Regions from separate parts of the Zea mays genome. Here regions 2 and 3 are each linked to region 1. A link is a contact called in public Hi-C data. All regions are on one chromosome and are shown on one strand. The core of a region is the stretch at or near the end of the contact, and the rest is flanking DNA. Distances in the headings are between cores, read along the strand shown. Region 1 holds the start of LOC100193205. Region 2 holds the start of LOC103633287 (serine/arginine repetitive matrix protein 1). Region 3 holds the start of LOC100192833.

Region 1 (2,506 bases), core at 4-2,503:
TAGACTACCCGGGGAAGAGGTGACCCTTATCCATAGAGGACCGCGTTTACTCGAATTCATTGGAGATAAGGCTTCAAAGAAGTGCCTTGATTGGCTTACTTCGAAGAAAGTAGACGTGCTCCTTCAGCAATCGGTTGACTTGGGCTCATTATCAGACACTGAGAAGGTGTACAAGACATCAGGCGGAGAAACAGTATAGCTGATTGCCACTTTGTATGCATTGGAAAGCCACTGAGTTCGTCGTGGCTACATGATACCATTCTAAAGGAATCCTTGGACAGCAAGGGGAGAGTAATGGTGGAAAAGGATTTAAGAGTGAAAGGTTTTAATAACATTTTCGCGATTGGTGACATCACAGATATTCCTGTAAGTTTTTCACTCCCAACTTGTAATTCTCCTTCTGCTCTGTTTACTCTGTTACTTTATTCAGGTTGGTTTTCTCATTGTCCCAACCACCATTCATTACTTGAATTTGTAGAGAATAGCAACCATTCGACCTAAACTGAAATACTAGCCAAATTTGTGCAGACTGAACTCGTAATTAGTGCATATCAATGTGGGCTGATTACTATCAGTTTCCCCAGCAGAACAAATTGAAAATTTGCACTTGGTGACTATTGGCTCACTTAAATGAGATTCTACCAAAACTCTGCAAAGCGTGAGTACTCTCCAATCTCTATTAGCGCACGTCTTTGTAGATGGATACATAGGCTTCCATAGTTCATTTCTTTTGCATGTGACACGCTTCGTTAAATGGTTACCCCTAAACCTCCTGCCATTTTGTCATCGTCCCATTCACACCCACGGGTGTAATACTAAATCATAATGACACATTAACACTAACATGACTTTTGTTCAACGAACACCACTGATATTTGAAATTTGAAAATCATCTCCTAGCTACTCCATTTACACCCATGCCCTTCCGGCATCTTGGCTGTTTGGTGTTAGATAATAGTATAAATGATAAATCTGCTGTGGTAACCAATGTCTTGGCAGTTGCTACTAGAGTTCATTTTTTTCTGTTACGTGATATGACAGTTCTCACTATCAAACTATAGGGGGTGTTTGGTTCCAAGGACTAAAGTTTAATTAGTTCGTGTCCGAATTGAATGTCTATTTACAAGTATTAAATGTAGTCCAATTATAAAACTAATTACATAGCTAAAGATTAAATGGCGAGAAAAATTTATTAAGCATAATTAATCTATGATTAGCAATCCCGAGCCCCCACCGCAATCGGGCGGGCGGAGCGCGACCGCCGCATACTCCGCTGCGCGCTCCGAGCTCAATTCCCCGCGCGCCCAGCCCCGAGCTCAATCCCCCGCGCGCGGCCCCGAGACTTAATATTCGTTCACCCGTCGATTCCGCCTCCGATCCCCTCCCTCCTTCCGTTGCGGAGACTCCCGCTTCTGCGGCGGAGGCCAAGCAGGAGTCGGTGTTGGAGACGGAGGAAACTAAGCAGGCGGTGGCAGCAGCAGCAGCAGCGGCAGGAGGTGTGCAGGCCATGGCGGTCACCGTAGTGCGGGACGTCGAGACGGGTCTGGACACGAGTACCAGCGACCAGGACGGCGACAAGCCTTCCTGGTTCACACCTAAGAGGTAATCCCCCCAACCCGTAGCAGAGCTCGATTGAGTACCATCGTCGTAGGCTCGGCTGTGGTAGGCTTTATCTGTTTCCGTTACATCTGGTTTGAGGAGCTCTGAGGGCGGTGTTGACCTTGGGTTTGGGCGATTTGCATGCTTGTTTGTTCTAAGGATTTTTTTGCTTCTCTTGAGCTCCAATTGGTCGTACTGGGACTCGATTTTGCTAGGTCTGAGAAATTGGGTTATCCGGGTTATCCGGAGCTCCAGTTCGACGTTGTGATGTAGCTCATTTGAGCTGTTGGGTTGCTTGGCAGCTGCTCGGGATTAACTTGAGCTTCTGGCGATGCTCAAGTGCGGTGGGATCTGAGCAGACCAGCGGAGGTAGCAGTTTAGTAGTTCGAACTGGAGCAACAAATCATTTGGTGCGGTGTGTTTCATTAGTTAATTCGGAGCTTGCTTGTCGCTCTGGTTGTTCCATTCGTGACTCAGAGTTCTCGAATTTCTACGTTTCTCCTCGTTTGCTCGCTTTCGTGGTATGGAATTGCGTTTTCAATTAAGTGTTCGCTCGATGCACTTTTTTTTATTAGGCAACTGCTGTGCTGGCAACCCTTTTCAGCGAGATAGCCAGATTGGTTAAATTTAGTTTACTGTGCATTGCAATTGGAAGGGACCTTTTTCAGTTGAGGTCAATTGTAGGCTGTAGCTTCTATTGCCTGTATATTCTGCTGAGATAGGGCGACCGTTGGATCCCAATATTATCGAGATGGAAGCTGGAGAATTGGTTATTTGGTTTCCCACATGTCCTCCGGTCATATGAGCATCTGATATGAAAGTTTGGTTCTGTTCTGTTGTATGGTTACTGCCTCTGAGTTGATTATTTAGTATTGTAATCGTATTCTCAGGATGCTGCTGAATTTTA
Region 2 (2,506 bases), core at 4-2,503, 180 kb before region 1:
AAAATACACGAATGTACATATGAGCTTACCTCATCTATGTAAAATTTCATGGTCAAATTCATCTTACTCTAGCAGTTATAAAAAAGACAAAATTTCTGACAAACAGTGAAAGTTTAAAATTTGTCTTTTTTTTAACTGTTAGAGTAAGATGAATTTGACCATGAAATTTTGTATATAGATGAGGTAAGCTTAGATGTATATTCTTGTTTTTTTAGATTTTTTTGAAACTTTTTTAAAAAGTCTGTACGAGGTTTGCACGAAAATACGGTTTACATTCAATATATTCCCTTTCTGGGAGGCCCAAATCTATCGGCTCTTCATAGTAGTCAGGTCCGTGATGTTTCATGGGCTAGTCTCTTAGCACAGTTCCACAAGTTACGAATTCAAACGAGGAAACTCTATAGTCTGCCACCGTTCGATCCTGGTCCAGCACGGTCCACATCACGCGCAGCTTACCCCTAAATCGCCGATAAATGTTTTGTATGCAGGCGAAAAATCTCTCCCATAATTCCTAGTTTGGCAACTTTATCTTCATAAGAGATTCTAATTTTTCAAGTGAAATTAGTGAATCCCTTAAAAAACGAGGTTGACAAACTAGTCCTAGTTGATTTCATAAGGTTTACTGGTTTAGTTTAGAAACCCATTTATTTAAGAGATTTTCATTTTTGCTCGCCCCGTTTGGATCACTGGAATTGAATTATATTCTAATAATAGTAATTTAGACATATATTAACTAAGCTAATTTGATTTTATACAATATATGTTTGTACACTATTATTAGCAAGATGTCAGAGATATTTATACGCTACATTTTTGCTATAGAGGAGTGAATTGAAGAACGTTCTATAAATTACAGAATATAAAAAATTCTACTAATACATAAAATTATTTCCCATCCCCCACCCAATAAATTTGAGATAGACCTATATCTGAACTTTAGAAACCGGTGAAATGTCAAATTCCAAGCTAAATATATTACTTTATTAAATTAAATTCCAATTCCTCTAAAATGAAGGAATACAAACGACCGTAAGATAAATTAGTTTATTTTTTCTTAAAAAACAAGAATCCTTTTGAAAAAAATAAGATTAGCAAACTAGCCTTAATAAAAGAAACCTCTCTAGTCCCCTCACATTGTATACAATCTCAGCCACCCCATCTCAATCCCACGGCTGGGCGCTCCCTCCCTCCCTCCCCCCACCCACTCACACACACGACCTTGAATAACTTCCTACTGCTTTCGAATCGCCAGTAACTGCCCCCTGTTCCTGTTAAAGCTTTTGCATCCGACGATGTGCCTCTGACTAGTCAGAGAGCGGGCCCCATGCACGCAGCCCTCTTTACCCCCATCCGCAGCCCGCGCTTGTGTCCTTCTCCGCGAGCCAGTACACGCACCACTTCCCCCCTTCGATCTAGCCATCCCAACTCCGCCGACTCGCTGGAACCCTAGCCAGCCGCCGCCATGCCGCCGCGCCGCGGTAGAAGGAAGGGGAAGGGCAGGGCAAAGCCAAGAGCGAAGGCCACCGAGCCCGAGCCTGAGCTAGAGGAAGCCGCCGATTCCGAGATCGAGGCGGGGGACGCGAAGGCGGAGGAGTCCGGCGAAGCGAAAGAAGATGAATCGGCAAGCGACGCCGAGTCCATGGATGCAGATGCCAACGAGGAAGCCGTCGAGAACGGAGCGGATGAGATGGATGCGGAGCCTGAAGCCAAAGCCGAGCCGGAAGCGGTAGCCACCGAGGCGGAAGCGAAACCTGACGTCTCGGATGCCGAGGATGAAGAAGCCGGTGAAACGTGCTCCGACCGCGAAGCAGATGCCAAGGATGTTGATTCGAAGGCCAAAGCGGAGGAGTCCGACGGCGAGGATGAGGAGGGAGCCACCGCCGAGACCGACGGCGAGGATGAGGAGGGAGCCACCGCCGAGACCGACGGCGAGAGTGAAGAGGAAGCCGCTGAGACGGGCGGCGAGAACGAAGAAGATGGTGGGGACTCCGACACCGAAGGTGATGCTGAGGAATCCCCTCCACCCCCTCCTTCCCGCAGCCGCCGCCGTAAGCGAGCGGCCACTCCCGATGATGAAGCAGAGGAGACCCCTACACCGTCGCGTCGCCGGCGCCGTCGGAAGTCGAGGCAGCGTGGTGACTCTCCGCCGCCACTTCCGGACCACCTCCGTTGCCGTCGTAGCGACGGGAAGAAGTGGCGCTGCTCGGGCCGTGCACTCCCAACTGTTAGCTTCTGCGAATACCACTACGCGAGGGCCAACAAGGGCAAGAAGCTACCAGCGGATGGAGAGCTCCTTGCTGTCGCTCTTCAGAGGCAGAAGAACAAGAGGAAGGGCAGGAGGAGAATCAATCCGTCGACGTCCCCTCAGGCAGCCACGAGTGACCGCCAGACCAGGGATCTCCCAAACGGACTGATGACGATCTTGCCAGGTAGCAGTGGACCTGCAGCACTGTCAACTCCTGTTACTACAAAAGTTGGTGTAGAAATTTCTGCACCGATGCAGCGG
Region 3 (2,506 bases), core at 4-2,503, 180 kb after region 1:
AACCCCCCACCATCCTTCTCCTCTATGTACTTTCCCTTCTTAATGAAATGTCATGCAACAGACTTGCGTTATTCAATAAAAAAGGGAGAAAAATGGAATGTCTCTAGTTATGTAAAGGTCAATTGCTTTTCAACATCTCTAGTAAGTCCATGAACTACTAAGTGCAGAATCATTTTAATTTATTTTGTTTCACACTGATTACATAACAGCTCATGTTGATTAAGGTACAATGCAAGCTACTTATATGGCAAACACAAACTGAAATTGTATCTTAGACAATAGTAAGTAGTCCCTCCGTTCCAAATTACAAGACGTTTTGGCTTTTCTAGATTAATAATTTTTGTTATACACTTAGATATACAACATGTCTAGATACATAATAAAATCAATGTATCTAGAAAAGCCAAAACTTGTTATAATTTGGAATGAAGGAATGGTTTTGCTGAAGCTTGCAGGTGTGGAAAATCAATGCTACCAGGATCACAATCATTGGTAGGATTGTTTTAGTTTAAATAGACCCGACCATATGTGATTGGTCTTAATTATATAATTATGGGAGTGAAAAACTTTGCACAGTCACATTTCCCTGAAGAGTGAATCTTTTGCAACAAATCAGTTTAGGGCTGAAAACACTGCTTAGAATTGATAACCTGGTGCTCCAGAAATTACTACACCGTTTTCCCCTAAAGATCTATCCTTATGCAAACTAGTTGGTCGTTTATATAATTTTCTGTCCCAGCCACAAATTCTACGCGTGAGACATCACTGCCAACACCAAGTGATCCCACCAAACCGGAATTAATCCTCCGTAAGTATCTTTAAAATGCTCAAATCTCACCAGACAATTAAATCAGTAGGAGGGAAGATGAGGTCGACTCACGTCAACGCAGAGGCAGCAGGCGCGCTCGACGACGGCCACTGCCGCGGAGAGCTCGCGGTGGTGAGCGGCTCCCTCCGGCCGGAAGGGGAGTCCGTAAGCCCCCGCCGCAACTGACACCGCCGCATCCCCAGCCGCCCTATCCACGAACAAGCACTAGTGCCTAGTGAGAAAAGAGGCGGCGGCGGCGGGAATAAAAGAACTCGCGCACACGCTGTTGGGTAGGGTTAGGGTGCCCGGAGGGTCGTGACTGTGAGTTGGTTCACCTGACAGATAGGCAGATACGACGGGGAGACGACGGGAAGAACAGCCGACCTCGGCCGCCGACGAGGAGGCGGTGCGACGGGAGCGAGAGGTGGAGAAGCGGCATGGGGGTGTGTGGCGGGACCGACGGCAACGACTGCTATGCAGTGCTTATTTGAAAGCGTGCAAACAAAAGATCTGGTTCATTAGATTACGATCTAACCATAGATACAACTATGATTTGTTAGGAGTTTTTTATAAAGATTACGTAACCGAGAGTCTGAGATGCGCAGCGGAAATACGTATGTACTATTTCGGGCGGCAGTATATTCGTCCTTTTTTTTGTTTTTTAGCCTTTTCTATAGTCTAGTTTCACAACTCTATTTTTAGTCATTCTTATTTTTCTAAAAAAATAAACTATTTTTTCTTGAAAATATGAAATAGCTAAAATAGCCTTAAATAAAAATCAGGTTCAGATCTGTAATCTGTTATTATCGTGTTTGACCCTGGTGGCCATAAAATACGTTACTAAGGTTATACGGCTTGATGTAATAGGTCATACGTCTGAGATACCACGTCGCAAATAATAGACATTATTATACTATGACATGGTGCTAAGATCGATGTCGATCTACCATCATTGTTCTTAGCGTGTGCACATAGAAGCTGGTGGCCATAAAACCGATGGACAAACTAGCAATTAATTAAAATTGATGGACAAACTAACAATTAATTAAACACATAAAATATGTGTCGTGACATAATATTTTTAGAGTATGCACGATATTATTGTGAAGGTAAAACAATTAGAACAGAGTAAATCGGATGATTAACATAAAAGTAAATTAGTCAGTTGGTCGTGGGTTGCAACGGGTCACAACAATACCCACGTAAATTATCCACCAAAAAAATCTCAAGATTTTTTATTGATTGTCTTCGCTCTCTGCATAATATTTTTTGATTTGACTAATTGATGTTGTTGTTTACTGTTAGGGCGAAGGCGAAGACACTACCCCTCGCTCGAAGCCTTCGCCAGTCTCGCTACATCAACCCCTCGCTCGAAGCCTTCGCCGGTCTCGTTGCCTCAACGGAGGCAAAACGACTGGCACCTCCCACCCTTCGTCGAACACGAAGGCCCACGTGGAATTCGGCCCATTGTAACAGGCCCCGCGCGGCCGGTTGTATTACGGGCCCGATTTGTAAACGCTTTTATGTAATGACGGTCTGTAACCCCGCTTTATGAGAATATTCCGGGGATGACCTAGGCGCTTGAGAGCACATGTGTCCTTAAACCGAGACGCTGGGCGCTCAGGCGCCTATAAATACCCCCGTACAGTGCCCTTGAGGGGCTAGATTAACAAAGCAATTGTTGCCTCCAATCAAACC

What was found. Hi-C and Micro-C count contacts between places; a contact is called where the count stands out from the background.
Region 2: a contact with region 1 is called in a Hi-C map of leaf, with 4 times the contacts expected there. The contact joins the promoter of LOC103633287 here to the promoter of LOC100193205 in region 1. A contact is called at or near these places in 5 of 25 Hi-C or Micro-C datasets (bundle sheath, ear, leaf and 1 more).
Region 3: a contact with region 1 is called in a Hi-C map of ear, with 1.6 times the contacts expected there. The contact joins the promoter of LOC100192833 here to the promoter of LOC100193205 in region 1. A contact is called at or near these places in 2 of 25 Hi-C or Micro-C datasets (ear and leaf).

Annotation. Positions count from the first base shown.
Region 1 is chr7:166,043,108-166,045,613 of Zm-B73-REFERENCE-NAM-5.0, forward strand. It overlaps LOC100193205, which reads left to right and starts at 1,254. Exons shown (of 2, transcript NM_001138358.2): 1 at 1,254-1,602. It also overlaps the pseudogene LOC103633288.
Region 2 is chr7:165,867,088-165,869,593 of Zm-B73-REFERENCE-NAM-5.0, forward strand. LOC103633287 (serine/arginine repetitive matrix protein 1) reads left to right here and starts at 1,254. Exons shown (of 6, transcript XM_008654994.2): 1 at 1,254-2,506. The coding sequence starts at 1,463.
Region 3 is chr7:166,221,927-166,224,432 of Zm-B73-REFERENCE-NAM-5.0, forward strand. It overlaps LOC100192833, which reads right to left and starts at 1,254. Exons shown (of 9, transcript NM_001254768.2): 1 at 1,144-1,254; 2 at 881-1,016. The coding sequence starts at 1,247.